Linked DNA regions of Mus musculus: all the other regions are linked to region 6. Evidence: chromatin contacts called from public HiChIP or PLAC-seq, Micro-C and promoter capture Hi-C data. All regions are on one chromosome and are shown on one strand. Each heading gives the region's core, a stretch centred on a gene start, on an enhancer-like site or on the middle of the called end of the contact. The rest is flanking DNA. Distances are from core to core; before and after follow the strand shown. Region 1 holds the start of Naa60 (N(alpha)-acetyltransferase 60, NatF catalytic subunit). Region 2 holds the start of Alg1 (asparagine-linked glycosylation 1 (beta-1,4-mannosyltransferase)). Region 3 holds the start of Cluap1 (clusterin associated protein 1). Region 4 holds the start of Nlrc3 (NLR family, CARD domain containing 3). Region 5 holds the start of Zfp263 (zinc finger protein 263). Region 6 holds the start of Tfap4 (transcription factor AP4). Region 7 holds the start of Nagpa (N-acetylglucosamine-1-phosphodiester alpha-N-acetylglucosaminidase).

Region 1 (4,000 bases), core at 1,369-3,868, 680 kb after region 6:
GGAGGCGGTAAAGATGAGATGTAGATACAGAGGAGCCATCACTTCTGAGAAGACATGTTGGTTAAGCTACTCAGGTACATGGGACCTCCATCTTATTTGAGCCCAGCAAACAGACATTCCTTGCCTAGAACTCAAGTTTTTTGTTTTTTTTTTGTTTGTTTGTTTTTTGTTTTTGACACGGTTTCTCTGTGTAACCCTGGCTGTCCTGGAACTTTTTCTGTAGACCAGGCTGGCCTCGAACTCAGAAATCTGCCTGCCTCTGCCTCCCAAGTGCCAGGATTAAAGGTATGCGCCACCAAGCCTGGCCTAGAACTCAAGTTCTAACAACTCCTGTCTTCATCTGTCTGTTCCCTGTGCCGTCAATGCAGGACTCTATGCACCTGAGCTTCTCCACACTGCACTAAGAGGCACGCTGAGGCACCACAATCTCTCCTCTCAAGCACTCCTGAGCTTCTCCACACTGCACTAAGAGGCACGCTGAGGCACCACAATCTCTCCTGTCAAGCACTCCTGAGCTTCTCCACACTGCACTAAGAGGCACGCTGAGGCACCACAATCTCTCCTCTCAAGCACTCCTGAGCTTCTCCACACTGCACTAAGAGGCACGCTGAGGCACCACAATCTCTCCTGTCAAGCACTCCTGAGCTTCTCCACACTGCACTAAGAGGCACGCTGAGGCACCACAATCTCTCCTCTCAAGCACTCCTGAGCTTCTCCACACTGCACTAAGAGGCACGCTGAGGCACCACAATCTCTCCTCTCTCAAGCACTCCTTGGTTATAGATAACCTTTGGTCTTGGTTCAGGACTATCTTTAATCCCTCAGATCTGACATCCAGAAATCTTCCATTCTGGTCAGAAGCTTGTTGTTGCTATGCAACTTGGACAAGTCAAATCTAAAGATACTCTCCACACGGGTGTGTGGGTGTGGTTAAACAAACACTGACAAAATCTCTTCAAGTTACAACTTAAAGAGGTTAAAGATAGTAAGGACAAGACACATTGAGACTTAAAAAAACCAACAACCCGAAATTGTATGTTTTATGCTGGTGCTGGTGTGCTGACACCAGACCAGACTTAATTCTGTGACAAGATGTAACAATTTTCATGGAAACCCAGCCCAGGAAGCCTGATGTGGGGTTGTCTAGGTCTGTAAGATGAAAATCTAGCAAACTACAACCTTTTTAAAGAGTCAATGCAAACCCCACTCTCAGGGGGCTTACATCTGGCATATTATTCTTGTTGTATACAAAAACCCTAAAAGGAGGTGTGTAGACTTATGTTCCCTGCCATGAGCAGTGTACTACTTTGGCACGATGGCCCTTCGGCATCCTCTAGTTTTTAATCACATTGTACTAACTCGCAGTTCACTGGTGTGTGCATCTCTCTCTGTGTGTACTTATATGCTGTTTTTGTCCCAGACCTTCCTCTTCCTGACATTTCGGCTGGTAACAAGGTCACAGGCCTTCTAAAACTCTCCTCCATGTCACATGGTTTTGTGGACTCAAGTCTTTGCATAGATGATTTCGGGAGTAACATGACTTTGCCTGCTGGGTCACACAAGCCAGCAGACAAGCCAAGACTAATTCAGGGATTTTATGTTTCTAGTACTTTGAAAAAGGAAAAGCTCTTTGGCAACTTCCTTAATTAGCACTCCAGACACCACAGGAGCCACAGAGTTAGGCTGTGAGTCTCTTCTTTCAAGACCAAAGGGTGACAAGAATGACCCAAAAGCACATGGCTCTGGGACTTGGCAGAGTTAAGAGATCAATAAAGGAGCCAAAGTTTATGTTTATTGCAGCCTGGCTCCCCAAGCCTTGGGTTTTGACACCAGCAAGGCAGGCATTTGCTGGAGGTTCAGAAGGCCCAGAGTACCCTCTCCACAGCCCCAGCCCAAGACAGCAGCACTGGTCATAGATCCCCTTTTCTCCTTGGCAAATGTTTTCTCCAATTCAGAAGAAATAAGTCAGAGGCGATTATGGAGGGTCCGCTTAGCTTCCATGTGCCGGAATACCAAAAGTACTGCTGGAATGAAAAGACGCGACAGACCTAAAGCAGGGTCCTCGGCTTTCACGCGTGCAAAAAGTCGACAATTACCCCCAGCTCAACAAGTCCCTTAAGGGAGGCAGGCTGGAGCTAGAAGAGTCGACCAGACCCTTCACCTCCAAAACCAGAGGATGCCGCCTTTCCATCTCCCAATTCCTGCAATTACTGGCTGAGGGTCCCCAGAAAGGCCAATTCCCGACGCCCCACCGCGCCCCTCGCCGCCGTCACGGAAACAAACTGGGCGCTAAGAAGCGCCCCGCGCAGGGGTGGGTAAGGGGCTCTCCGGAAAACCCGGCCTCCCACGGGCGGGCAGTGCCCTCGGTGTCGCGACAGCGACCTCCTCACCGCCCCGATTTGCACCCGCCGAGGCCCCCGGCTGCCTCACCTCGGACGGGAGCCGGCGGCAGCGGACGGTGTCTCAAGGCTCAGCGCATCCTGGGGGAGCCGGGAAGCCGGACGTGGGACTGCGCGGTCCCCCGCGACAGATTATGTAACCGGCAGGGGCCGCAGCCGGGACAGGGAAGGCGGCCCCGCGGCACTTCCGCCTCTCCTGTGCTGCCGGCGGCGCAGCCCGGAAGATCATTGGCTGCTACGCCATGTGGCACCGCCCTCCCTGACGCCGCCGCCACCATGTTGGGAGCTGGCAAGCCTCTGGCCGCTGGCGGGACCTGCTCCCGAAGCCTCCCGCACTGGCGGCGGAAGCTCAAGACAGCTGCGAGCCGCCCAGCTGCCCTTGCGTGCATGCGTGGACACCGGCGGCGGCGGGCCGGGGTTTCCGCGCCTTTCCTCAATCAAGCGGGTCAGAGGGCGCCTTTCCTCGATCAAGCGGGTCAGAGGAGCTCCGAGGCCTCCCTAGTCCTGAGACGCACGGCTCCGCCGCTGGCCTGCTCTTCCCCCACTGGAGGTTAGTATTAATAGATGCTGGCGCTGGTGATTGCTAGAAGCCCTGACTCAAAAGGCACCGCCCCGCGCTCGCGCTGACAGCCACAGAAGGGTGGTCGTGAGCTATCATTGCAGTGGACAAGTGACATTGGCCTTCAGGGCTGGGTGGGGGTGGGAGTTCTATATCCAGATGTAATTCAGAGATAATTCAGTTCGTGTAACCAGAGAAAAGCTTGCTGACCAACAGTTTATTCTTTGCTTTTAGATAACTAAAATGGTATGTAGTCAAAGGCTCAACCAACCTTAAAAAAATATTAATATCCAAGAAATACATCAGTGCTACATCCACTCCAGTAGTGACTCGCATTACAGGTTTAGAAACCTGGAAGCAGTCATGAGGTGAAGACTTTCACGGAAACTTCGCCTCCTGGAGCCTTGGCATTCCAATAGCACGTATACTCAAACCCTGTCCCAGCGTTAGTCTGGTGTATGGATTCGTGTGCTCTCTTTCAGTATTGTTTTATTATAAGTGCCTTTAAGGATTGATTTTGACATATAGCTAAGCCTTTGTCAGTGTTCCAATGTCCTGACCCTGAGCTTGGAATTCAGTAAGAATGTTACCTATTCAGTAACATTCAAATTCACTTCTAGTAGAGACAGTGAAAATAATCAGACATTACAATTTACTAGAACAGAGCTAGAAAAGCTCAGGGCCAGTCTGCATAGTAATTACTTAGAACAATAGCTGAGTTTCACCCAAACACAGGAATACACAATGGCCTAGGAAATAGGTGGGTTGGAGTATTACTCATGAAAGGGTTAGTAGAATGGAATTCCCCTGGTGCAGGTTTTTCACTAGGCCCAGAGGAATAGCATAATCAGGTATTTACTAAAGGACCACTGTAGGTGGGTTTAACAATAGACTAGCATTGCATCAGAGCATTCACCTGGCTCCTGTGTTTGGCTGATCTTAATTAAGGATTGTTTCTATTCTCAGTTGTAAACAAGGCCTGGCTCCCATTATCTTTTTATGTATGCATTTTCTTTGTTTTGTGTAAGAACCAATGTACCTT
Region 2 (3,726 bases), core at 317-2,816, 670 kb before region 6:
CATACTGGAGAATTCGGGGCCCAGCTGCAAGTCAGAAAACATCTGTCTCTACAAAAGAGCTCTTGGCACTGAGAGTCCCTTCATCTTCCCAATACGCAACCATCCCTACCCCTAGTCAAGAACCTGGAGTTGACTGGTCCTACCTCCCAGGCCCCGCAGATCTGTCAACTTCACAATCCGAATCCTATCATTCTGCAAGAGTTCATCTCGAGGTTTGGAGTCTGCAAATGCAAATGAGCCCTTTCAGGTATCAGAAATAGCCAGTTACAGTCAGCTGGGTGTGTTCCTTCACATCTGTAATTCCAGTACTTGGAAGGATAAGGCAGGATAAAGTGTTCAAAGCCAGCATGTGCTACAAAGCATGCCCATCTCAAGTAAACAAGGTGGAAGGAAAATAACACCTATCAAAACCTCACAGGTCCCCAGTACCCAGAATAGAAAATGAGGTCACTTTGTGTTCTTCTATAGAATACCCTCGAAGGGCATTCATCATACCTACTTAATTTAACCTGATGACTGGCATGCAATAGGGACCCAATTTAACTGATAAAGAGTAGAACTCCTGGATGGCAGTCTGCCCTAGGATAGCACTCCACACGGGGACCAATAAGGGCTATTTCCACTTTCCCTTAGATAGAGCTGGGCCACCCCCAAGTTCGCAGATCCAATTTGAGGTGCCCAGCACGTGTTCGAGGATAGTTATGAATGTCCCCAACATGCTAGCAGATTTCATATGACTGTGTCAAAAGGTTGGATACCTGAGGGGCTACTAAAGTGCATGCCTTTAATCCCAACACTCTAAAGGCAGTAGCAAGTGGATCTCTGTGAGTTCAAGGACACTCTGGCCTACATAGTGAGATCCAAACCAGCTAGAGGCTGCATAGTAAGAGTGAACCCCTGAAAAATCATCCACGTGGACATGATGAGGGAGTGGACACCTCTGCCTACACCTTAGGGGACAAGAGAACCATCCACAGCAAGAAAAGCTCTGCGGCTGGACAAGGGATGTGAAGAAACATTCAGCCTGCCAACTCAGTGACAAAGGCAGCATGAGGAAGTGGTGACCAGCACTAAGGTCTCACACACCAGGGTTGCAGCCTGTCTGTGCACTACCTAAACAAAGCAAGTGACAGACACTTTTGCAACCGATCTATTTGTAGTCCTCACGTATGGTAAACGGCGACTGACGCCCGCTGCTCCCAGACACCAGAAAACAGCGGTCCAGACCAGAACAGGCAGGAGAGGAGCACAGCTGCTCCCGCCTCTGTCCCAAAACAGGGAGAGTCAAGGCTCCTGATTGAGCCTCCCTCTCAGGTCCCCGCCACTCACTGTAGAACCCCAGCAGCGTCACCGAAAAGCCGCTCTGGGCCAATGACAGCGCGTGGTACTGCATGCGGGGGCTGCGGCCCACGTCGCCCAGCACCACGACGACCATGTGCCGGGCCCTGCCCGTTTGCCGCCCACGCTTCCACAAGCCCAGCAGCAGCACCAGCAACAGCAGCGCCAGAACCAGCAGCGCCACGCAGGACGCTGCCATCTTGGCCGGCCGGCGCCGAGCACGTGACCGGGCCCGGAAGCCTCGCTATGCGCAAGCGCACACCCCAGACCCTGCCCAGGGGGAGGTGATTATGAAATCGCCTCTTTACGAAGGAGGAGGCGGAGCCTTGGATAAGGCGAGGTCTGGGAGAAAAGGAAAGAGAATTTGGAAGATGGGGGCGGGCTCTGAACGGGGGGGCGGGGCCTGGAAAGGGTAGGAGGCCTTTGAAGAGTTACTTAAGGAGCCCAAGAATGGACTTAGCCATGCCAAGTTCTCTGAAGTGTGTTTTCCCCTGTGAAAGTAAAGCTGTACCTTTATTGGAGTCTAAGAACTTCTTTTAAAGACCGCTAAGATAAATTTCAAACTATAATAATGATGATAATGATTACCTGCTGCTAGAGTACACTTCTCAGCTTCCCTTACGGACTGTGAAGTCATTTCTACCCCTATAGGAGGCCATATCTCATCTTCTGTGAGTATCTTAGCCATCTACACAAAAATGTACCCTCACCGTACATGAACTTGTCTCGGCTATGATCAGACCCAGCCTCTTTTATCTACTCTCTCAGTAGCTGCCTTTAATAATCTAACAAGAGAGATTAAATTTTAGATGAGAGGCTGATGAGTTTTCTTCAGGTAAAGGTGTTTGATGCTAAAGTAGGGTACCATCTCAGGAAGGAGAGAATCAACTCTCTACATCCTCTGACTTCCACGCTCCTGCTGTGACACACACAGCACCTCCCTTGTACACTAAATAAATAAAAACAATTTGGATGAATTTCCTAGTTTTGTTGAGGAAAGAGGCCATTCCCTGAGAAGTGAATGTATAAACAAGATCATGGCTACACATGGAAACCGATCTTTGTTGGTAGAAGGCAAGAGACCATAGGGCCTCTGGCTCTTTAGCAGAGGTGCCTTCCAGTGAGAAAATTTATTAAGCAAAATGTTTATCTCTTCATTTGTTAAGATGCATGCACATTGAATACAACAATTCAAATACAAAAGAGAGGAAGCAGGCATAGTATAGCCTGTAATTCTGGCACTGTGGAGGAGAAGCCAAGGTCATCCTCGACTCCATAGAGAGTTCAAGACCTGCCTGGGCAGCTTATGACAAGAACTCAAAAAAATAAGGGGCTGGATAAATGACTCAGCAGTTAAGAGCTCTTACTTGCAATCATGACAGGAGTTCAAATCCTGACACCCATGTAACAAGCTGGATGTCACCACAAAACCTATAATCTCAGCTGTGAGGGGCAGAAACAGAAAGCTCACTAAAGCTTGTTGGCTTTCAGCTTATAAGGAGAAAAAGGAGACTCAAGTTTAGGGAGAGACGAATAGACAATGGGTTATAGAGAAAGAAAGGAAGGGAAAGAAGGAAGGGAGGGAGGAAGGGAGGGAGGGAGGGAAGAAGGAAGGAAGGAAGGAAGGAAGGAAGGAAGGAAGGAAGGAAGGAAGGAAGGGAGAACTTTTTAAGTATGGGCAATAAAGGGAGAAAGAAAGAGATGCATAAGATAATGATAGTGGCATGAACTCTAGAGTTCCTGACTTTGCCAGCTAGAAAAGTACTGCTGTGTGGGGAGCTTTGGGGGCTGCATGGCAGGAATCTGACATTGGCCAAGGACAAGGAAATGGGCTTGGGGCAGGAATCTGACATTAGGCCATGACAAGGAAGTAAGTTCAGGCAGGAATTTTTTTTATTAGATATTTTCTTTATTTACATTTCAAATGCTATCCCGAAAGTTCCCTGTACCCTCCCCAGTCCTGCTCCCCTACCCACCCACTCCCACTTCTTGGCCCTGGTAGTCCCCTGTACTGGGGCATATAAAGTTTGCAAGACCAAAGGACCTCTCTTCCCAATGATGGCCGACTAGGCCATCTTCTGCTACATATGCAGCTAGAGACATAGCTCTGGGGTTACTGGTTAGTTCATATTGTTGCTCCACCTATCCGATTGCAGATCCCTTCAGCTCCTTGGGTACTTTCTCTAGCTCCTCCATTGGGGGCCCTGTGTTCCATCCAATAGATGACTGTGAGCATCCACTTCTGTATTTGCCAGGCACTGGCATAGCCTCACATGAGACAGCTATATCAGAATTCAGGCAGGAATCTTAATTTTAGGGTGGAACAAAAGAAGTAGGCTTCAGACAAGAATCTGATTTTGGGCTTGGACAAGGAAGTAGGCTCAGATA
Region 3 (3,768 bases), core at 593-3,092, 650 kb after region 6:
GCCAGGGCTACACAGAGAAACCCTGTCTCGAAAAACCAAAGATTAGTAAACAGTAATATTTTAAGTTGGGAGCAACTAAAACAAAGCCACACTGCTTGAAAGAAAGGAGAAAACAATGATGAAGAAAGCGAGGCTTACAGATGAGCAACCAAGCCTGGCGTGGTGCTGCATACCTTTAATCCCAGTGCTCATAGGCAGAGGCAGATGGACCTCTGTGAACCTGATGCTAACCTGGTCTATGAAACAAGTTCTAGGTCATCCAGGGCTGTTGTTCAAGACAGGAAAAAACCTTGTCTTGAAAAACAAGTAAAAGAGAGCAAGAAAGCAAGAAAACAACCAACATTTCTGAGTTCTTACAATATGCTGAGATCTTGACCATGGTTCCTGGCAATGTAATGTCTACTCATGCTTACGGGTATTCAAAATGTACATTCAGCATTCCAAACAATCTATCTGGGCAACAAAGCAGGGCAGGCAGACTCTGCTAGGTCACGAAGAGATGGTAGAAAGATAGGAAGCATCCTTCCCTTATTTCTTTCCCTTATATCACACACACACATATATCCCATATATGTATACCCTTTATATTGCAGCTTTTCCTTATACCTCTATGAAAAAAGTCAGGTTTTGCCTAAACACTCCTTTTAGCTAAGTAGTAGCTATCAAGTTCTCCACTGTTATAAATGGTGACAGTCTCATAGATTACACACTATACAGCATTTATTTAAGGTAAAAAAATATAAATCAGTATAAATTCTGAAATACTCCTTTTAAATATTCTTTCCAGTACAATGATCACTATTCAATGATCCCAGTAAAGTGCCAGCCTCATCAAAAACTACGTGGGACAGTCATAATTACACTGTTTCAAATACCCTCAAACCCTAGACAACACGACCCTAATAGCTGCTACTCTTCTGTAAGTGAAGTAAGATTTTTTAGGTCACACAGTCCCATCACTCTAGCTGTGTGAACCAGGGGTAGCTATACTACTTAACTTGCAGTTAAAACTAGGAACAATAAGGGTGAAATATAATCACCTGCCACAAAAAGGATGTTTCCCCCAAAGAGTATAACGAGTAAGAGTAGTCTGCTTCCCCACTCTCTAGCCAAGTTCTCTGCCCAGTATTTGGCATTCAGGCAAGCTGGATTCAAACTCTAAAGCAACTCGTTCAATTACTTTGACCTCTTGCTGCCTGTTTCATCTCTAACCAGGGCACAAACCTGCTAGGAGTAAATGAAATATTGCCCACATAGAGGACAGCATGTGACAGATTGTAACATACAAACAAACAAAACAAACCCTCAAAAATGAACAAAACAACCTAGCAGCACTAGCCATCCATTCATCCGGCCACTTCCTCGGCTTTACTGGTTCTTTCTACAAACTAAATGCAGAAGAAGTCTCCATTTCCGCAAGACCTTTCTAATGCGGCTGCAAATGTGGCCGTGACAACCAGAGATAAAATGAGGTGAAATTAAACATTCAGTTCTTCAGCGGCTCGAGACACATTCCCAGTGTTCTAGCTACACGTGGCCAGTGACGGACCGAACTTTCCAAAGGTGCTGTAAAGTTCTGTCAGCCCCTGGCTGGCCCAGGGACCCACGGCCTGCCTGGGCCCACGGCTCTGGCAGGGGTCCGGCAGGGGAGTCTCGAGATCCTGGGAAGCCCACGGGAAAGCCGGGTGCAGCCTTACTGCGGAGGTCGCGGAAAGACATGGCGCTCTGGTCCCCAAGAGTCCACTGGGGCGCCGCTGCCCGTCTCTGTAGAGTTCGCAGGCCCAGCGCTCTCCGGTCTCTATAGCAACGCTCAGAGGCCTTGGACAGCGTGCGGACCAGGCCAAACAGGACAGGAAGCGAAGAGGGGTGGTGAGCGCAAGCGCAGGACACAGACCAACAGGTGGCGCCAAGCACCTTGCGAGCTGCGCAACGTCATAGTCTTTCAGAGAGCGCTTTTGGCTCTGGTCCCGTTGGAACTCTCATTACCTCACTGATATATGGAGCACATTATAACCTTTTGTGACCGAGTCTCCTTTGTATTTGTAAAAGCATAGCTAAACCCCGCAGTCGAAGCCTCATAAAGTATCCACAGAATGACAGGAACGAAGATACCCTACCCTGGGCAGAATTCGAGACCTGTACCCGGAAGGCTTTTGTGCACGCACAGCTAGTCAGTATTCCCGACAAGCCGGAAATTGGCGCCCAGACTCGCGCGCCAGAGGTTGCCCTGGAAACTGTGGAGCGAGGTAGTGCTGGTGTACCACGCCTAGGGTGTCAGGGTCAGCACAGGCTCTACAGAGAACTCTCCTTGGTGACTGCTACGAGTCGAGGACAACCGCGACAAAAGCAGGGCTGGAGAGAGGAGAGCTGTGCCAGGAAGGGTGGGCGATAAGGAAAATGGGTAGGTGCAAGAAGTAAAGGTGCCCTTGGCTAGAACACGGTGGTACTGACCAAGAGTAGATACTTAAGGACAAAAATATGTGGGGTAGGGCCATACATTCGTGGCTAGTCTAACATGGGGGACAATGCATTTGAACAGTCTTTGCAACAAATGGTTTTGAAACAATGAGCAATCCATAGCAAATTAATATCTATGTAAAAAACAATGGTTCATACACCTAGATGTAAAACCTAGAACTAAATTTTCTATAATGAAACAGAGTTGTGGTGGAGTTAAGATTCTAAAGAACCTGTAGTTTTATATTTCTACCAGCAGAATAATTGTTCCAGTTTGTCAGAATGCACAGGAAAAAAATTGGCATTATCTACATACTGCTTAACCTATGAGAAAATGGATAATTAGACAAGTGTCACCCAGAACCATCTTCTCAGCATGATTCAGATCTCTACAGGTTTGTTCTCCAAATCCTCGTTCTCCCTGCCACAAATGAGGAAGCCTAGCGAATGACTTTCCAGCATACCAAAGCCAATTTGTCTTATGTGGCTTGCTCTGAATCTAACATCAACAAATTTACCCTAGGTTTCTGGTCTCTTCCCTTGCCCGCCTCCCTCCTTGCCCCTGACATACCATACTCTCCCAAACTAGGAGGTCCAGGAAGACTAGTCTTTACTGTGACATCATAAGGACCAGTTGCTATGGGAGACCTGCAGATCCACCCCCTAGACAGGGGAGAGCAGGCCCTACTGCACAGAAGGCCTGGCCACTCCTCCCCCACCATACTGGCCCTCCATGGAAGCCTTGGTCTGTGCATTCTCTGAGCTTCGAATAAGAGAAGGTGCCTGGCTGCAGGGAGGAGCAGCAGCAGAGATGCCACACTGTCCCAACCTGGGCCCAAAGCTACTGGGGAGAGCCCAGGGATGTGCATGCTTGGGAAGGGAGTAACTCCTGATCTAGGCTATATGACTGGGCCAGGCATGCCCTCTTGTACCCACTGTGCTTATATACACTGGTGCCAGCATACTCTTTTTAGAGTAGAGAGCACAAAACGAGCTTGAAGTGCTCAACGGGATCTCAGTGCCAAAGTCCTGGGCTGCTTGGGCGCCTCTGTTAGGGGAGCAGCGGAGTAGTGGGAATAGACAGGAACTAAGACTGGATAGCCAGGGAGTAGAAGCTACGTATGAGTTGGTACTTGCATTTCCCCCAGATGCTGTTCCCACTGGCCATCACCCTCCTGCTCTCTCTCTCTCTCTTGCAGATGCAGTGAGCTGGGCCCCAGGACGCCCCAGCCACCCTGACACACCACCCAACATCTATGAGGGAGGATTGGGGGCCCAGCAGCAGCAGGGCCCCAGTGCTCAGGGAAGCAA
Region 4 (3,550 bases), core at 850-3,349, 580 kb after region 6:
TGCCTCGTATACCTAAGGCTCTGGGTTAAGTTTCTAGCACTATAATAAGAAAGCTACGACATCAAGAACAGATTCCTGGGAAAGAGTTATGAGGTGATCTCAGAGGCCAGCAGTGCTTAGGGAGGTGAGAACACAGCTTGGTGTTTGTGGAATGTGTCCTGGTTGTGGTCAACCAGAAAGAAACCATTCCTGCGTTTGATGGCCAGGCAGGCAATTGGAAGCCAAGTGCCATGGGTAGTCCAGTGATAGATTTCTGAACCCCTGAACCTATGTATCCAGCATCATTCACTTACTTTAAAACAGCCAGTTGCTGCCTCTGGAGGAGGTAGGTTAAAGTGAACGTAGGCAATGAAGGCGTGGCCATCAGCCAGAGCAGCGGCCAGCAAGCAGGGACCTTCCCACAAAACACCCTGGCTCCAGCATCACAGCACTGGGCCAGCTGATTGAAATCAAGGTGCATGGCTGCCTCATCCTTCGGTGATGCTGAAGCTACATGGGCACTGGGACTACTCATTGATTAAAGTGAGGAGGAGTCCTCTTCCAGAAACCACACTGCCTTCATATGGTTAGCACAAGAAGTACTTAGCCCCAACACAGAATGTGTGCTGGACACAAGTACATCATACATATCACCAGATGTGGTCTGGGTGGACAGGGAGGTCTGGGTAATATGAACAGACCTCTAGCCTGTTCACTTCTGTGGTCCAGCCCTTGCCATGGGCTAGGCTTGTCTGTGTTGAACCACAGCCTAGCTTGGATAAACAACTACTAGCTCAGGTAAGGAAACCATAGGAAAAGGCCCCTGACTGCAGGCTGGAAGCCTTACACTCCCCAAGTTAAGAAGAACTGAGCCTACTAACTGCCTTGCTGTTTGCTCTCAGGTAACAAAGTCTCAGAGTGAAGAAGACCCTGGAGAAATGTGTATATTTGGGCATGTGTGTATGCATGTGCGTGCACACACACACACATCAGAATAGCCCATGTATGGGGCTGGTGGCCATTACTGGGAGGAGAGGAAGGAGCTAGCACTAGGATGTTCCCCAAGATCCTCAGGAAGAAGGCTGTTTCCTCTCCTGCTAGATCTCTGGAGGAGGCAGGCTGAGCCTCTTGGGCCTCGTGTGACTGGCCCACAAAGCACCTTTGCTGCACCCCTTGGCCAGGACTATAGCTCTCTGCTTCCCCTGCTTAGAGCCTCCTCAGGCTTCCCATGGTCTGCCACGGTGTCCACAAGTTCCCAGCCTGCTCCTCTGTGCTCAGTAGGGAAAGAGATGGGTGGCAGACGTTCCAAAACAGCATTTCTAACCTAGCACCAAAGTCCTACCTCTCCATGGGAAACAAAGGTCTGCCACATGCCTCCTGCACCCCTGCATGCAGGCTGCTCTCAACATCGGAACTCAACAGATGCCTGAGAACTCTGTGTGCTTGCTGAAGAGCCCAAGGCCCCTTGGTCACTTGGCTACCACGTCTCCTAAGTCAGTCAGAGCTGTCACAGTAAATGGCTTCCTTCCCCCCTCCCTACTCCCCCATCAGTAGAAGACATTCTAAATGGTCCATTTATTGCAAGCTTTTTTTTTTCTCTTTTGATCGCTCTCAGCCACGTCCTTGTCCTTATCCTTTCTTCTGCATCTGAGCAGGACACCTACCTTCCTGCTGTGAATAGCTGTGTGCTGCATTCCAGGGTCCACTGACTCACAGGGATAGGGCTAGGTCAGAAGCACCTCTAGGGTGAAAGACGTGCTTTAATAAGAGGAAGGTCACTGGGTATCAAAGCCTGGAGGCATGCAGGCATTCCGGCCCCACTGACTATCTCTCAGCAGTGTGACCTAAACCCAGGTGCTGACCTCCTCCCTGCCCCCTGCTTCCCCACCCCCCACCTTCTGACAGTCTGTTGGAGGATGGAGAATGAATGTCAACAATTTTGGCACTGTACCCATCCCGAGCACATGCTGTGAGGATGCTCAGTCCCAGAATGGAGATCCAACATAACTTCCCTACTCTGGGGGATGTGACAGAACCAAAGAGGTGAGCCTGGGGCCAAGCAGCTCACTGATTTGTCAGCGAGGCTGTTAGCTTTTAAAACTAGACAGGAAGGAAGGTTGAGGTGGAGGACAGGAAGAGCTGAGGGGCTGCAGTGACAGTGGGTGGGCTCCTGGGGACTACAGGATGTGGTAGGTCTGTCACTCCCAGCCCTGGCGTGATCAGTGTGATAAACTCCCCTGATCTCTTCAGAGAAGGTTTCCTCAGCTCTGGACAGACCAAGGTCTCAGCCTCAGCTGACCTGCCACTGACTACCCAAGGCATTCAGCCATAAACATGGCCTCCCGCTCACTGGAGCAGAGCTGTGCCCAGGAGCATGCAGGCGGAGCCCTTTAGCACCCTGGAGCAGCCACCATGGCAGGAAGGTAAGTAGCACCCAGAGCACATCGGTGCAAGGGAGGACTCAGGAAAAGCTGCTAGGGAGGGTAGAGGCTCTGAAGGCCTGAGGGCACGAGGAGGCTACGGAGTGCTGAGCCCTGGGTGTTGGAGCTGCTGGGTCTGGATGCGTCAGTGTCTGGTAGACTCACTTGTGCCCAGGGTGATGATCCACAAGTTCTAGGGGAGAAGACCCAGCTCTGTGTTCTTGGTGATGGCATGGGCGGAGCAGGATGCATTGCAGGTTGCAAGTAAGCAGCACCACGATTGGAACCCGGTTCCTCCAAGGCTGTGATCCCAAGCAGGTGACCCTCTTCTTGTGTTCATTTGCCACCTGTAAGTGGAGTCACAACTCCAGCACCTACCCCAAAGGTCAAGGGGCGTGCTACATACAACTCCCAGCTTTCCCATAATACCCCTCCCCCAGGGCCACTCCTAGCCACACCCTGGCGTTAGTTAAAACTTGTCATTCTGAGACTGCTAACCAAGGGAGGCCTCTGTAAGAGGTGTGGCTGCAAAGCCTAGTGAATGTTAAACACAGGGAGTGTTAGCTATGGTGTCCACCCATGGACAGGCTTCTAGGCCCTGGGGCTCCTCCCGGCTCCCCTCCTTATCACAGGCTCACTTTGGCCATCCCGCAACGGTTGTATCTACTTTGCTGCTGGGAGGGCTAGATCTACCTGCTTGCTGGTACTCCAGGTCAATGCTGTGGTGTATCCTTAGGGCAGAAGTTACTTCTTTCAGGATGCTGATCTCAGAAACCAGATAGTTGCTATGGTTGCTAAGTCAGGCCTGGGGAGGGAGATGAGGGTAAAGAGTAGGTCATACAAAAAAACCCAAGGTACTATGTGTGTGGCCAGAGATATGAACAGTGCCGCCTCCCCCTGCCCCCCCCTTCCCCGTCCCCACCCTAGCTAAGCTAGGTGGGGCAAGGCCGGCATTTGGAAGGGACTCACCTGGCTCAGGCCGGGTCTGTGGCCCTGGCAGAGAAGCATGGCACAGAATAGGCTCCACCAGACATAATGCTTTGCCAGAGTCAAGAAGCACTGATCTAAGTCCTTTGAAAACATGGTTGCCTCATCCTCTTGTTTACAACAACCTTATTGTTTAGCAGTAATAAGATTATCTGGTGGGCATC
Region 5 (3,467 bases), core at 184-2,683, 820 kb after region 6:
TCTGCTCGATCACACTCACCTGTTCTAGATGCTTCCACGTTTCACTACTAGATAAGGTGAACTTATCAGGCTGCGACCATAGCCCCTCGGTGCTTAGCTGTTTTTCAGAGTTCAATTAGCAGAGATCCAGTTCTGTATTGCAAACTATTGACTAAGATATGCTGGGTGTTATCCACTAAATATAGGCCTGGGATAGTGGCACATGCCTGTGGGAATCAGCAGTGGGGAGGCTGAAGCAGGAGGATTGCCTCGAGTTTAAGCCTGGGCTACATATCTAGACTCTGCCTGTAACCCTAGAACTCGGAATTTGGGGAGACTGAAGGTGGAGGACCACCACTGTTCTGCAGCCAAGCTCAACTACACACTGAGTCAGTTAGCTTGAGCTACGTAAGACTTTGTCACAAAACAAACCCCTCAAAGCAGTGGCAGTAGGTGTCATCCAAACGACATACTTTTCTCCAAGTCCTCAAAATTATTCCCAGACAGTGCTTTAGCCAACAGAAAAACAGGACGAAACAGATTAAGTAGTCTGCCCAAAGTCACGAGGCCTGTGAGAAGCTTTCTAACTACATAACTAAATACTGGTGGAAGTGCTCCTCACTTCCTACTGTCGTCATATGGGAACAATCTGGAAGGAAAGGATAAGCTACAAAAAAATCCCTCTCCTTCCTGTAAAGTGTACTCAGGACGATCAAGTATATTCGACTACAGAAGAGGCTAGCACAATGACTTCCGGGCCAAACCACGGGTAAAACAGCTGTCACCTGTTGCCTCAGTTTCCCAAGTTCTTTCTGCATACGCTCCACAAGAGTGACTGCTTCTTCGCCGCTCTCTGGGCGCAGCTCCTGCACCCTGCTCTGAATCTCCTGGGGAAGGATAGTCAAGAACTGCTCCAGCACCAACAGCTCCAGGATCTGTTCCTTGGTGCGCATCTCCGGCCGCAGCCACCCGCGGCAAAGCTCCTGAAGCCGGCTAAGGGCCTCCCGGGGACCCGGGGCGTCCTGAAAGCGGAACCGTCGAAATCGCAGATGGGAGGCCTCCGGGCTGGGCTCTGGCTCAGGCGGGGGTACCTCGTGGCTCCAGGCACAGTCCTCCTCCAGTTTCACTATGAGGAGCCCTTCTGGCTCCTGCGAGCTTGGGCCCGCAGCCATAGTCATGCCCCGACACCAGCCTAGGTCCCGACACCAGCTACGTCCGCCTTGAGAGACGCCCTGGGTTCTGTACAGCAGTAGGCCACGGCTGCAGCAACCGAGAGACTCCGGGCTCCAAATCCCGCCGGAGGAACCCAGGTCACAATCTCAGCAATATCAGGCCTGCAGCGTCGCCACCTGACCGGCTTCTCAGGCCCGCACAGAACTTAAGTCGCAGGGCCCGGGTCGCAAGCCTCAGCACGCGAGTTAGGCGTCATAAGCCAACGGCCGCTAGTCAGGACGGACTTCCGGTTCACGTTTCCCTTGCGCTGTCTCCCATTGGGTCGGGTCTCACCACGTACTCACGGTCCACCCAGGACAAGGAAAATTTGCATAAAAGAGCGGGAGGGGAACAAGTCGGATGGGGATGAGGGGCGGGGCTACGCAATGGGCGGGGCCTCCAGGTGGGGAAGCGGTAGGGGTGGGAATCCCTGGGCGGATGTGACCCGGGGACAACCTGGCTCAGATTTGCATAGGAAAGTTTGCCAAAAGGTAAGTTCTTCAGCCACGCTTGAACCAGAGTCCAGAGGCGCTAGAGTGTCATGTCGGGGCCCAGAAGCTTAACAAAGAAAACCTTTCCGAAGGCCGATCCCAACACTCCGGAGACCTACAACCGGAAATAGACTGTGCTTCCAGGGCTCGAGCTGCCTGGGGCTGGTGGGAAATGTAGTCCATGGCGCGCCCTTGTTATTGCGCCTGCACTGTGGCTTGAGCAGGTCTAAATGGATTGTCGAGCTACGATAAACATACCCGTGCCCGAGCTTTTGCCTCCCTGTGAGCGATGGTCCCTAGTCCTCCATCTTTAGGTGGCTGGTCGACCCAGAAGAACGCTCTGGGTATGAACTGCTCTTGCCATCTCCCAGAGCAGGTCTAAGGATTAGCATAATCATCGGCTCTGACTATTTTCCTGAAGGTTGAAGAAAAGGAAACACCAAGGCGGACTTCCTTATTTTTTGAAGAGAGAATAGCCCAGGCCTGAGACTGCAGCTGTCACAGACAGGTGGTGGAGTCTGCAGATTCTAGGAGTGTGTCACGAAAACCCGTAATCACTTATTGGACACATGCTTACATTGTTGTCTATTCATTGCAACTCAAGAGGCAGGGAAAGCCTTCCTTGCTCTGGTCTCCCTTTGTGAACTTTTTATACTTTGTAAGACCTTGAGGCAGGAAAATGGCCACCAGGAGCTCCAGCAGCCAGGTCCCTCCCACCTCTGACTTCCTTAATGGTCCCTAACCCTAATAGTTGTTTAATAATAGCTGTTACTGTCATTCCCTGGCCCGAGGAGGAAGAGTAGCCTGGCCCCACCCTACAAGACAAAAAGATAAAAATAAATAAATCCCACCAACCCTGAACAGAAAAACCCACTAATCCTGGAGCTTGGTATAGAAACCCTTCAAGCCCTGAGCAAACTCATCAGTCTCTGATCTCCTTCAAGCTCAGTGAAATTCTACCAATCCTCACCCTGGAAAGCTGTGGTGGGAAGATTAAGAAATCTTGTATAAACCCTGCCTACCACTCAGTTCCCTGCTTTCTTTCCTGAGCTGAGAATGATGTTCTGGATTTTTCCTTCCCAATGAGTCTCTTGAATGAGGTTTGTCGTGCGGCACGACTTTTGGTTCCCGATTGCCAGGGTATCTTTCCCTTCAGAGCTTCAGCATTCATACATGAAATAGAACTTTGAAGATATGGTATGAAGTAAGTCCTGTGGTTATGGCATGGAGTGCCGTCGTGAGGTCCCAATATAACTCAAATACCAGGTCAATGCAGATGCCAAAAATTTATTGTAATCAAGCTGCTACTGATTGATCAGGGCTGTAGAACAGACTCATGAGCTGAACTGTGACCTTGAGGGGATGCTGTGCAGCATATTTAAAGGAAACAATAAAGCAAGGGGGTTGGGCTGGGCTGGGCTGGGTGGTAGCATTGTCCAATCATTTTGACAAAAGGGGTTGAGAAAGGGAGTTTCCATCAATCAGGATGGAAGTTGGGGCCTGGGCCTGGGAACATGAACTTAATTTGATCCTGCCAGCAAGATAGAGAAGTTGTCCTTGAGATGTCTTGACTCAGACAACTTAAAAGTTGTCCCTGAGATGTCAGGACTCAGACAACTGTTTCTTTATAATAGAAGCTGTTTAACTATTGGGAAGTCCTCAGCTCCACGAGAGCCTGGGACCTTGAATTTAGGTCCTATGACCTAAAAAGAAAATGGTAGTATTTAGAATAAGTTTCTTTTGCTTGTTCCCAATAGTGCCAGTTAAGTCGATGGCCTAAGTTCA
Region 6 (3,913 bases), core at 301-2,800:
GCTACCACCGCCTTGCTTCTTTGTCTTTTTTAGAGGCACGATCGTATCTTCGATCTCCAAGCGCTAGAATTCTGGATTACAGGTGTGCAACTGCACAGCCCAGCCGGCTAGGAAGTGCTGCTTTTCAAGTTACGTGTCCCTGGGATTAGATGCTAATTGATCTGGCATCTACAGTTAGAGATCAGGTTGGTAATATTGAACAATGTTTTCTAATAATACCCAACAATTGTTATAAATAGAAGTATTTCAACTAAGAGGCTCGATTTGGGTGGAACCTTGGAAGGCAGCGAATGGGTCTGGGAAAGGCGCTGAGCTGGAGCGAGGACATTCCGAGGCAGGCGTGGGCTTCCTGAGCCTGGGGCCAAGCCCTCCAGGAGTCTGGGGAGGGCCGGGACCGGAAGGTGGGGGCGTGTCAGAGGACGGAAGCTCACCCCTAAAACGTCCCCTCCCTTGCCCCAGACCACCACTCCCCCCCCATTGTAGAGCGCGCCCTCTGGCGGTGGAGCAAGTTTTATCCCGCCTTCCCCATGAATGAGAAGCTGCAGCCCGCTGCGCGCGAAGTCGGAAAGTAAGGTAGTGAAAGAGGCAAGACAGGACCTGGCAGCCACCACCAGACCTCTAATGGATATTCGGACCGCGCTGGCAGCCTGCCTCAGGGCCGCTGCTGTTCTGGCTTGCCTCCGCCCTTCCCTTCCTTCCCACTTGCTCTCTCTTCCTATGGCAGCCCCAAACATCCGAGGTACCTTGCGCACCTGCCTGTACCCTTCGCAATCTAATTTCCTAGCACCAGTCAGAGTTTGGGCCAGGCAGCCACCTGGGTAAAGACGGAGGGAGGAGGCTGGCGGGTGGTCAGAGTCAGCCCCAAGTTACTTGTGGGAAACAGTGGCTATGACGCAAGTTTCCAGGGGGCCCGGGTCGGCTCGAAAGGGAGCGCGCCAGAGTGGCTCTGCTCCGCTCCGTGCAGTGGCAATTATGAAAATGCAAAAGCCTGAAGCACACACCCAAAAGAGCCTTCCCTTTGCTGCTGCAGCCCCGCCCAGCGCGTCCTCCAGGATAGCGGTGCGCAAAGACCCCGCACTGGGCAGTCCTCACCGGACCCTGGACTGCACAGACTGGGATCCCGTGCGGTGGGGCTGGCCTTTTTTTTTTTTTTTTTTTTTTTTTTTTTCTTTTTAGCTACGCTTGCCAACCTGTCAGCTGATGGACCTCATCACCCATAGTGGCGCATGTAGCTGGGCCGCTGTTCACTCCATTCACATCGTGTCCCCCCACAGCCAGCTGTCGACCCCTGATTCCTGATCCCAGGGTTAAGTCTGCAGACCCATGTAGTAGTCGGTCCCAAGGAGCTTGCGCCCTTCTCGCCCCAGCATCCAGTCGCCCTGGGGGGGGCGCTGCAAATAGTCCTTTGTTTACATGCAATTCCTTACTCCGCGGAAGGAGGCCGGGGAGTGCTGAGTTTTCACCAGCTGTTTCCCGCCTTGAAACAGACATCTGATCAGCTGCAAACACACACACACACACACACACACACACACACACACATACACACGCCCGGGGAGGCAGGCTGGAGAGACCTCCCGCCCGCCCCTCCCGCCCGCCTCCCTCCCCTCGCCGCTGCTGCTGCTGCCGCCAGCATCTGGGACCGGCCGATTCTGCACCTCCGTCCGGCGCTGCCCTTTGATTCGGATTTCCATCTTGCATTCTCCGGCTGACCGCGAGACCTGGCTCGTGCACAGGAGGGGGGCCTATCGCTATGGAGTATTTCATGGTGCCCACTCAGAAGGTGCCCTCTTTGCAACATTTCAGGAAAACAGAGAAAGAAGTGATAGGAGGGCTCTGTAGGTGTGTACTGCTCCTCCCCCCAACCCCTTCTTCCCATTGCAGCCCCCGGCCAGCCCGCCCGGGCGGGTGCGCGTGTGCGCACGCATGGCTCGCGCCTCCGAGCTCGCTCGCCTTTCTTAGCTACTGGGTCCGCTGCAGTCTCTGGAACCCTGCTTGCGTTGCCTAGGGACCCTCTTCCCTTGGAACGTGGGGACCCCGAGAGGTTCTGTCCACTTTTGTCCGCTGCAGGCGGGCGAGTCGCGACGTTTGTAAATTGCAAACAGACCCACGTGGTGCTGCAGCAGTCCCGGCCATGCTTGCTGCTGGTGGCTTTCACCCAGCGCTTCCTCCTCCCCCCGCCAGCTTTGGCTTCCTTCCTTTTCCTTGCTTACTCGCGCTTTCTGGGAACCCTCTTCTAAGGAGGTCGTTTTGGGGGGGGCCCGGAGTGTGCGAGAGGACAGCTACAATGCTGCCATGCCGCGGTTCCAGGCTGCGGGGAGGGGGGGCGGGGAGCCGGGTGGTGTGAACGTTTGCAGAGAACAGGGCTGCAGCAGGGTTGGGGGCGTGCTCGCTCGAGGTTGCGAGGCGTACGTGGACCTTTAGTGGCCATGCTTCAAGCAGGGAAGTTGCGGTCCCCCACACGTTGGCAGTCACTAGTCGCACGTTCTCCGCCCGCGCTCGGGTGCTGTTTACTAGCGAGGCCTGGACGTGACTCTGCAGCCCTCTTGGAGTAGGCGGGCCTCTGCGCGCACGACCTCACGGGAGCTGTAGTTCTCTATGCCGGGTCGGTGCTGCATTGTGGGACTTGTAGGCGCTTCGGGGCCACGCTTTACTTGCACAAAGCTCGGCCGTAACCAACTAGGTGGGCTAAGCAGGCCAGGTGGGGAGGCCTTTTGATGAGGGTGCGTCTTAGGTTGCTTCAGGGCTCTAGTCTACTTCCTGTTGCATATGGGTCTGCAAACTTTGCTGTCCCACTTCTGTTCCTCAGTCATAAATGCAAAGCGTTGAATCTCCTGGTCGGGTGGGTGGTCGGAGGTCTCTCTTGAGATACCCCTTAGTGAGCTTGATCCTACCTAGGTTGCCCCAGATCCACTCGCTACTAAATCGCGATTGACCAGTGGCCGAATCTCTCTTAAACTCTTGTTAAATCGTCATGTCTGAGATTTCTATTGCCGGCCCTGGTATCTGCTCATTGAACCCTACAAGCCGGCTGGGTCCGGGCGGGGATGGTGGTGGTGCACGCAAGGAGAGGTTTCTCCAGCGCGCTTAAGTTTGAAACCGACGATCTCTTTCCTGCCTGCCGTGCTACTCTAGGAGCGTAATGGCTCCCCAGGGCTGGGGCCACGTGCTCCGACACCCCAGCCAGGCAGGGCTGGGGCTGGAGGAGGAGGAGCCCGCTGAGTGGCATAGGCTGGTTGGTAGACAGCAACGCCTGTGGGGCAGGTTGCTGCATAGGTATAAAATCCAGGTAGGGATCCCACTTTACTTTCAAGTTGAGAGCCAATACCTAGGGCCTGTTGGTGGGTCTAGCAGCTGGCAGCCCCCTCTAATCCCCCCCCCCCCAGCTGGCACTAAGATACGGTTCACCTGAGGGCCCAGCAGGTACAAAACAGCAGTAACTAAACTCTTGGACACTAAATATTCTGGGGACCTACTTGCTAGAATTTTCTCTTCGAATCACTACAATCTTGCTGTGAGTCCATTTGTTTTCTGATTTCTTTGTAAAGCTGGAGAAGCTTTATAAAGCTAAGAAGGCACCAGTTAGAGCAGATATTCAGCTGGACTCGATTCCTAAGTTTGCTGTTGTGCTGGCTCCTCTGAGCTGGCTTGGGGAGTGGGGAGTGAAGCCTGATTAGCTCCATATTCTGGAGAGGTCATTCTGGTGCTGGTCCTGCATTGGCTTTGACAGTAGGAACCTCTGGTTGCTATGCCTAAGCCTTTCGGTACTCTTGTCTTCACTCGGTCCCTTTCTCCAGACCTGTGTTGCTGGAGGGCAGTAGACCTGCCCCGCCCCCAGGAACATAGGGTGTTTTCAGGTCTAGTAATTGAGGCACCACAACCTGCCTACAGGCACACAGGTCCTTAGCCTGTC
Region 7 (3,626 bases), core at 447-2,946, 640 kb before region 6:
AGCACGCCAGCCATGCAGGCTCTCTGGAGATCTCAGAAGAATCTGGGCTCAGTCTGCTGCCTGCCTCTGAGTGGCGGTGGCTGTTGGACATCTTAGACATCACTTGGCTTGTGGCTGCCCCTCTCCAGTGGCTGCAATGCCTCCATGTGGCCCTGCCTCCCCTGTGTGTATCTGCCTCTTCTCAGTACAGCAGTCAGACTAGGTTTGCAATCCCCTGAGTTCTAGGATGACCTCATCTAAACAAATTGTGCCTAAGAAACCCAGACATACAAAGAAACCCATTCTGAGGCCTTGCAAAGACCATGAGTTTTGGGAAGGACAAGGCTCAGTACAGATGGCTGAGCCTGATCACACACAGACCCCAAGAAGCATGGCTCTGGTTTCAAGCACACACACTGCTCACTGTAGACAGAAAGGGGCTTAAACCTATTCAAATCCCTGGCACCTACTAGATTGACAATGCCCCTGAGGAGGTCAGGAACTGGACTTTGCGTTGGGCTCTGCCTTTGGGTAAGCCCTAAGAAGAGCAGCCTCTGACAGGCAGCACTGAAGCACAAGCCGTGCTTCAAGGGGACACTCGCCAGGAGGATCCCAGGCTCGGGACTTACTATAACACAGGACACTTGTCACCTGAAAGCTTGAGTCAGTCAGTTATTATGGTCTGTGTGTGAGATACAAGTGGGTGCATAGGCAGTGGTGCACACATGTAGATCAGACTTTCTACAGCCAATTCTCTTCTTCCTCCTCTCCATGGGTTCAGGGTCTTCATCTCAGGTTGCACAGCGAGTTCATTTATGTGCTGTGCCATCTCGCCAGTCGTTCCTATATCCTAGAGGAAAACTAGTTTCTTCTGGTCAAGAGGAGGAAAGAGTGGAGACCTGTCATTCTAAGATACCCAAAACAGGGCCAGGTTGGGGACCTGTGCCTTTAATCCCATCACTTGGGGATTAGGTAGAAGCAAGAGGCTCTAGACCAGTCTACACACTGAATTTCAAGCCAGCCTACCTATAAATCAGAGACCCTGCTTCAAAAATAAAATTAAACAAAAACGAAGATAAACCAAGCTACCCAAAACACAAGAGTTAATCCAGTCAGACAGGTCTAGCAAATGCTAGGATGAAAGGTGTGCACCACCACGAGTGGGCTGCAAGCCTCTCTCTCTCTCTCTCTCTCTCTCTCTCTCTCGTTTGTTTTGTTTTTCGAGACAAGGTTTCTCTGTGTAGCCCTGGCTGTCCTGGAACTCACTCTGTAGACCAGGCTGGCCTCGAGCTTCACTCTTAAAAGTTCCTCTTCCTCCTCCTCCATCTTTTCCTCCTCTTACCCCCTAGGCTCCTTTTCCTCTTCTTGTCTTTCAGATAAAGTCTCAAGTAGTCCAGACTGGTCTCAAACTAACTAACTAGCCAAGAATAGCCAACCTCTTAACTTCCGATTCTCCTGCCTCTGCTGAATGCTGGGGTTGTGGCGTGGGCCACCACTTCTGGTTTGTGCAACACAGAAGGAACTAGGGCTTTAAGCACGAGAAGCAAGTTCTGTACAGACTTACACAGGCCCAGCATCTGTTCTTGCAATTTTCTGTAAGTTTGACATAATATGAGAATAAAAAGCTATCTATCTCCCTTCCAGCCTTACCCTCTCTGATGGAATTCGAATGCGTAATCAAAGCACCCAACAGCCTGGCCTGGAATCACGTGGGGCGAGCCCACGTGACCGGAGCACCAATCCAATATGGCGGCGCCCAGGGGGCCCGGGCTGTTCCTCATACCCGCGCTGCTCGGCTTACTCGGGGTGGCGTGGTGCAGCCTAAGCTTCGGGTGAGTGCAGCCGCCGGGGCCAGCCTGGCTGGGGTCCACCTTTCCTGAGCGCTCTCAGGCACAGCCCTCCGACCTCACGATCGCCCCGTCCCTGCAGGGTTTCCCGCGACGATGACCTGCTGCTGCCTTACCCACTAGCGCGCAGACGTCCCTCGCGAGACTGCGCCCGGGTGCGCTCAGGTAGCCCAGAGCAGGAGAGCTGGCCTCCGCCACCCACGAACCCCGGCGCCAGCCACCACGCGGCCGTGCGCACCTTCGTGTCGCACTTCGAGGGGCGCGCGGTGGCCGGCCACCTGACGCGGGTCGCCGATCCCCTACGCACTTTCTCGGTGCTGGAGCCCGGAGGAGCCGGGGGCTGCGCGCAGAAGCGCCGCGCTACTGTGGAGGACACAGCCGTCCCGGCCGGTTGCCGCATCGCTCAGAACGGTGGCTTCTTCCGCATGAGCACTGGCGAGTGCTTGGGGAACGTGGTGAGCGACGGGCGGCTGGTGAGCAGCTCAGGGGGACTGCAGAACGCGCAGTTCGGTATCCGACGCGATGGAACCATAGTCACCGGGTGAGGAGGCAGGGAGCCCCGGGGCTGTAGAGGGCAAAGGGTCTCTGATGTTCTTTCAGAGCCATGCCTCCGAGTCCAGGTCCCTAACCAAACTTCCTGTCTTTCTTCTTCCGAGTAATGACGCTGACACCTTCCTTCCTTTAAGTTTATTCATGTGCCACTGAATAATCTGTGATCAGGCCGTGTGTGGGGACTTGGGGAGGCGACCGTGAGCCTGAACACAGTTTGTGCCCTAGTGAACTTTGTGTAGTATTAGAGAAACATTTCGTGTTCAACGAAGCCATGGAACCAATTGGAAATAGTGTAGAGTTTATGGAGCAGTCCCAGACAGCTAGCTGGAGGCCTTTTGCTGTCCTGATAAAAATCCAGGTTAGACAAGGAGCTTGTTGAGGGCAGCCTTTGGAAGTTTCTGTGTTTCTTGAAATTTGACAGCAGCCAGAGTTGACAGCAGGCAGGCAGGAGTAGAAGGTAGCGCCATCTGGTGTTCCAGTTCTCTTCCAAGGTTCCGTTTTTTGCCAAGGCTGGGAAGTGGGCTTTCCCCAACTCTTCTCAGCCCTTGGTTGCAATTTCTGGGCCTGCCCATGTATCTGGTTCTTCATCCTTCAACATCAGCCAGTGTCACCACTGTTGATCTTAGGTTTTCACAGATCCTAAAACTTCTGCCAGTGACCAGCGCCTGCAGTTTCTCTTCCCTGGCTCTGTCCTTCAACCTCTCTACATTCCAGCCATCTCCCTTGCTCCTCTCTTGGACTCCCTTCCAGACTTGTTGTCATGATCACTGTCTCAGTACCCCTATTGCTCCTTTACAATGGTCCACTGACCTGCTCACCTCCTACTTTTTTTTTTTAAATGTGTGTGCATCTGTGTGTGCCTGAGGGGAGACCAGAGTTTGATTTCAAATGTCTTCTATTCTCTTTTCCTCCATCTTATTTTCTAACACAAAATCTGAATCTAGAGATCACTGGTTCAGTTAACCTGGCTGGCCGGCAAACCCCAGGGCCCTCCTGCTTCCCTCTGTCCACCCCACCCCAGCACTAAGGCTACAGTGTGTGCTGTTCCAGCCAGCTTTCTCATGGGTGCTGAGGATCTGAACGCAGGTTCACATGTGTGGTGGGAAGGCTTTTACCCAATGCTCTGTCTTTCCAGCCCATCCTCCCTTGTTAACTGCCAAACAGCTGCCTATCCTGTCCATGTGTAGCTCACTGCTACTTCTTTTATTATGAGGTCAGCACATGTTACTAAAGATGGCAAGAGAAGAA

The links. Promoter capture Hi-C pulls out the DNA fragments that hold promoters and counts their contacts. Hi-C and Micro-C count contacts between places; a contact is called where the count stands out from the background. HiChIP or PLAC-seq counts read pairs in DNA pulled down with a chosen protein or histone mark.
Region 1: a Micro-C map of embryonic stem cells shows a contact between it and region 6, with 7 times the contacts expected there. The contact joins the promoter of Naa60 here to the promoter of Tfap4 in region 6. A contact is called at or near these places in 3 of 39 promoter capture datasets (the 3T3-L1 cell line, cranial neural crest and embryonic stem cells), 3 of 484 Hi-C or Micro-C datasets (CD4 T cells and embryonic stem cells) and 3 of 115 datasets of contacts at active chromatin or transcription factors (fetal liver, memory CD8 T cells and pancreatic cancer cells).
Region 2: a promoter capture Hi-C map of pre-B cells shows a contact between it and region 6. The contact joins the promoter of Alg1 here to the promoter of Tfap4 in region 6. A contact is called at or near these places in 2 of 39 promoter capture datasets (cranial neural crest and pre-B cells), 1 of 115 datasets of contacts at active chromatin or transcription factors (pancreatic cancer cells) and 1 of 9 other capture datasets (adipose tissue).
Region 3: a FOXA1 HiChIP or PLAC-seq map of pancreatic cancer cells shows a contact between it and region 6. The contact joins the promoter of Cluap1 here to the promoter of Tfap4 in region 6. A contact is called at or near these places in 3 of 39 promoter capture datasets (the 3T3-L1 cell line, cranial neural crest and stem cell-derived epiblast-like cells), 1 of 484 Hi-C or Micro-C datasets (embryonic stem cells) and 2 of 115 datasets of contacts at active chromatin or transcription factors (memory CD8 T cells and pancreatic cancer cells).
Region 4: a Micro-C map of embryonic stem cells shows a contact between it and region 6, with 4 times the contacts expected there. The contact joins the promoter of Nlrc3 here to the promoter of Tfap4 in region 6. A contact is called at or near these places in 1 of 39 promoter capture datasets (liver), 1 of 484 Hi-C or Micro-C datasets (embryonic stem cells) and 1 of 115 datasets of contacts at active chromatin or transcription factors (memory CD8 T cells).
Region 5: a contact with region 6 is called in a FOXA1 HiChIP or PLAC-seq map of pancreatic cancer cells. The contact joins the promoter of Zfp263 here to the promoter of Tfap4 in region 6. A contact is called at or near these places in 3 of 39 promoter capture datasets (liver and pre-B cells), 1 of 484 Hi-C or Micro-C datasets (erythroblasts) and 2 of 115 datasets of contacts at active chromatin or transcription factors (memory CD8 T cells and pancreatic cancer cells).
Region 7: a contact with region 6 is called in a promoter capture Hi-C map of pre-B cells, with 3 times the contacts expected there. The contact joins the promoter of Nagpa here to the promoter of Tfap4 in region 6. A contact is called at or near these places in 3 of 39 promoter capture datasets (cranial neural crest, liver and pre-B cells), 1 of 15 datasets of contacts at CTCF or cohesin (embryonic stem cells), 1 of 115 datasets of contacts at active chromatin or transcription factors (large pre-B cells) and 2 of 9 other capture datasets (adipose tissue and liver).

The regions. Positions count from the first base shown.
Region 1 is chr16:3,883,237-3,887,236 of GRCm38.p6, reverse strand. It overlaps Naa60 (N(alpha)-acetyltransferase 60, NatF catalytic subunit), which reads right to left and starts at 2,618. Exons shown (of 7, transcript NM_029090.3): 1 at 2,431-2,618. It also overlaps a transcript of Zfp597 not described here.
Region 2 is chr16:5,231,461-5,235,186 of GRCm38.p6, reverse strand. It overlaps Alg1 (asparagine-linked glycosylation 1 (beta-1,4-mannosyltransferase)), which reads right to left and starts at 1,566. Exons shown (of 13, transcript NM_145362.2): 1 at 1,330-1,566; 2 at 144-221; 3 at 1-24. The coding sequence starts at 1,537.
Region 3 is chr16:3,907,083-3,910,850 of GRCm38.p6, reverse strand. It overlaps Cluap1 (clusterin associated protein 1), which reads right to left and starts at 1,842. Exons shown (of 12, transcript NM_029738.2): 1 at 1,698-1,842. The coding sequence starts at 1,719. It overlaps 1700037C18Rik (RIKEN cDNA 1700037C18 gene), which reads left to right and starts at 2,162. Exons shown (of 3, transcript NM_028484.2): 1 at 2,162-2,401; 2 at 3,657-3,768. The coding sequence starts at 2,398. Gm41410 (predicted gene, 41410) reads left to right here and starts at 2,198. Exons shown (of 4, transcript NR_153801.1): 1 at 2,198-2,246; 2 at 3,657-3,768.
Region 4 is chr16:3,975,181-3,978,730 of GRCm38.p6, reverse strand. It overlaps Nlrc3 (NLR family, CARD domain containing 3), which reads left to right and starts at 2,099. Exons shown (of 18, transcript NM_001081280.2): 1 at 2,099-2,402. The coding sequence starts at 2,354.
Region 5 is chr16:3,742,065-3,745,531 of GRCm38.p6, reverse strand. It overlaps Zfp263 (zinc finger protein 263), which reads right to left and starts at 1,433. Exons shown (of 6, transcript NM_148924.3): 1 at 765-1,433. The coding sequence starts at 1,157.
Region 6 is chr16:4,557,357-4,561,269 of GRCm38.p6, reverse strand. Tfap4 (transcription factor AP4) reads left to right here and starts at 1,550. Exons shown (of 7, transcript NM_031182.2): 1 at 1,550-1,842. The coding sequence starts at 1,754.
Region 7 is chr16:5,202,082-5,205,707 of GRCm38.p6, reverse strand. Nagpa (N-acetylglucosamine-1-phosphodiester alpha-N-acetylglucosaminidase) reads left to right here and starts at 1,696. Exons shown (of 10, transcript NM_013796.3): 1 at 1,696-1,811; 2 at 1,909-2,367. The coding sequence starts at 1,726.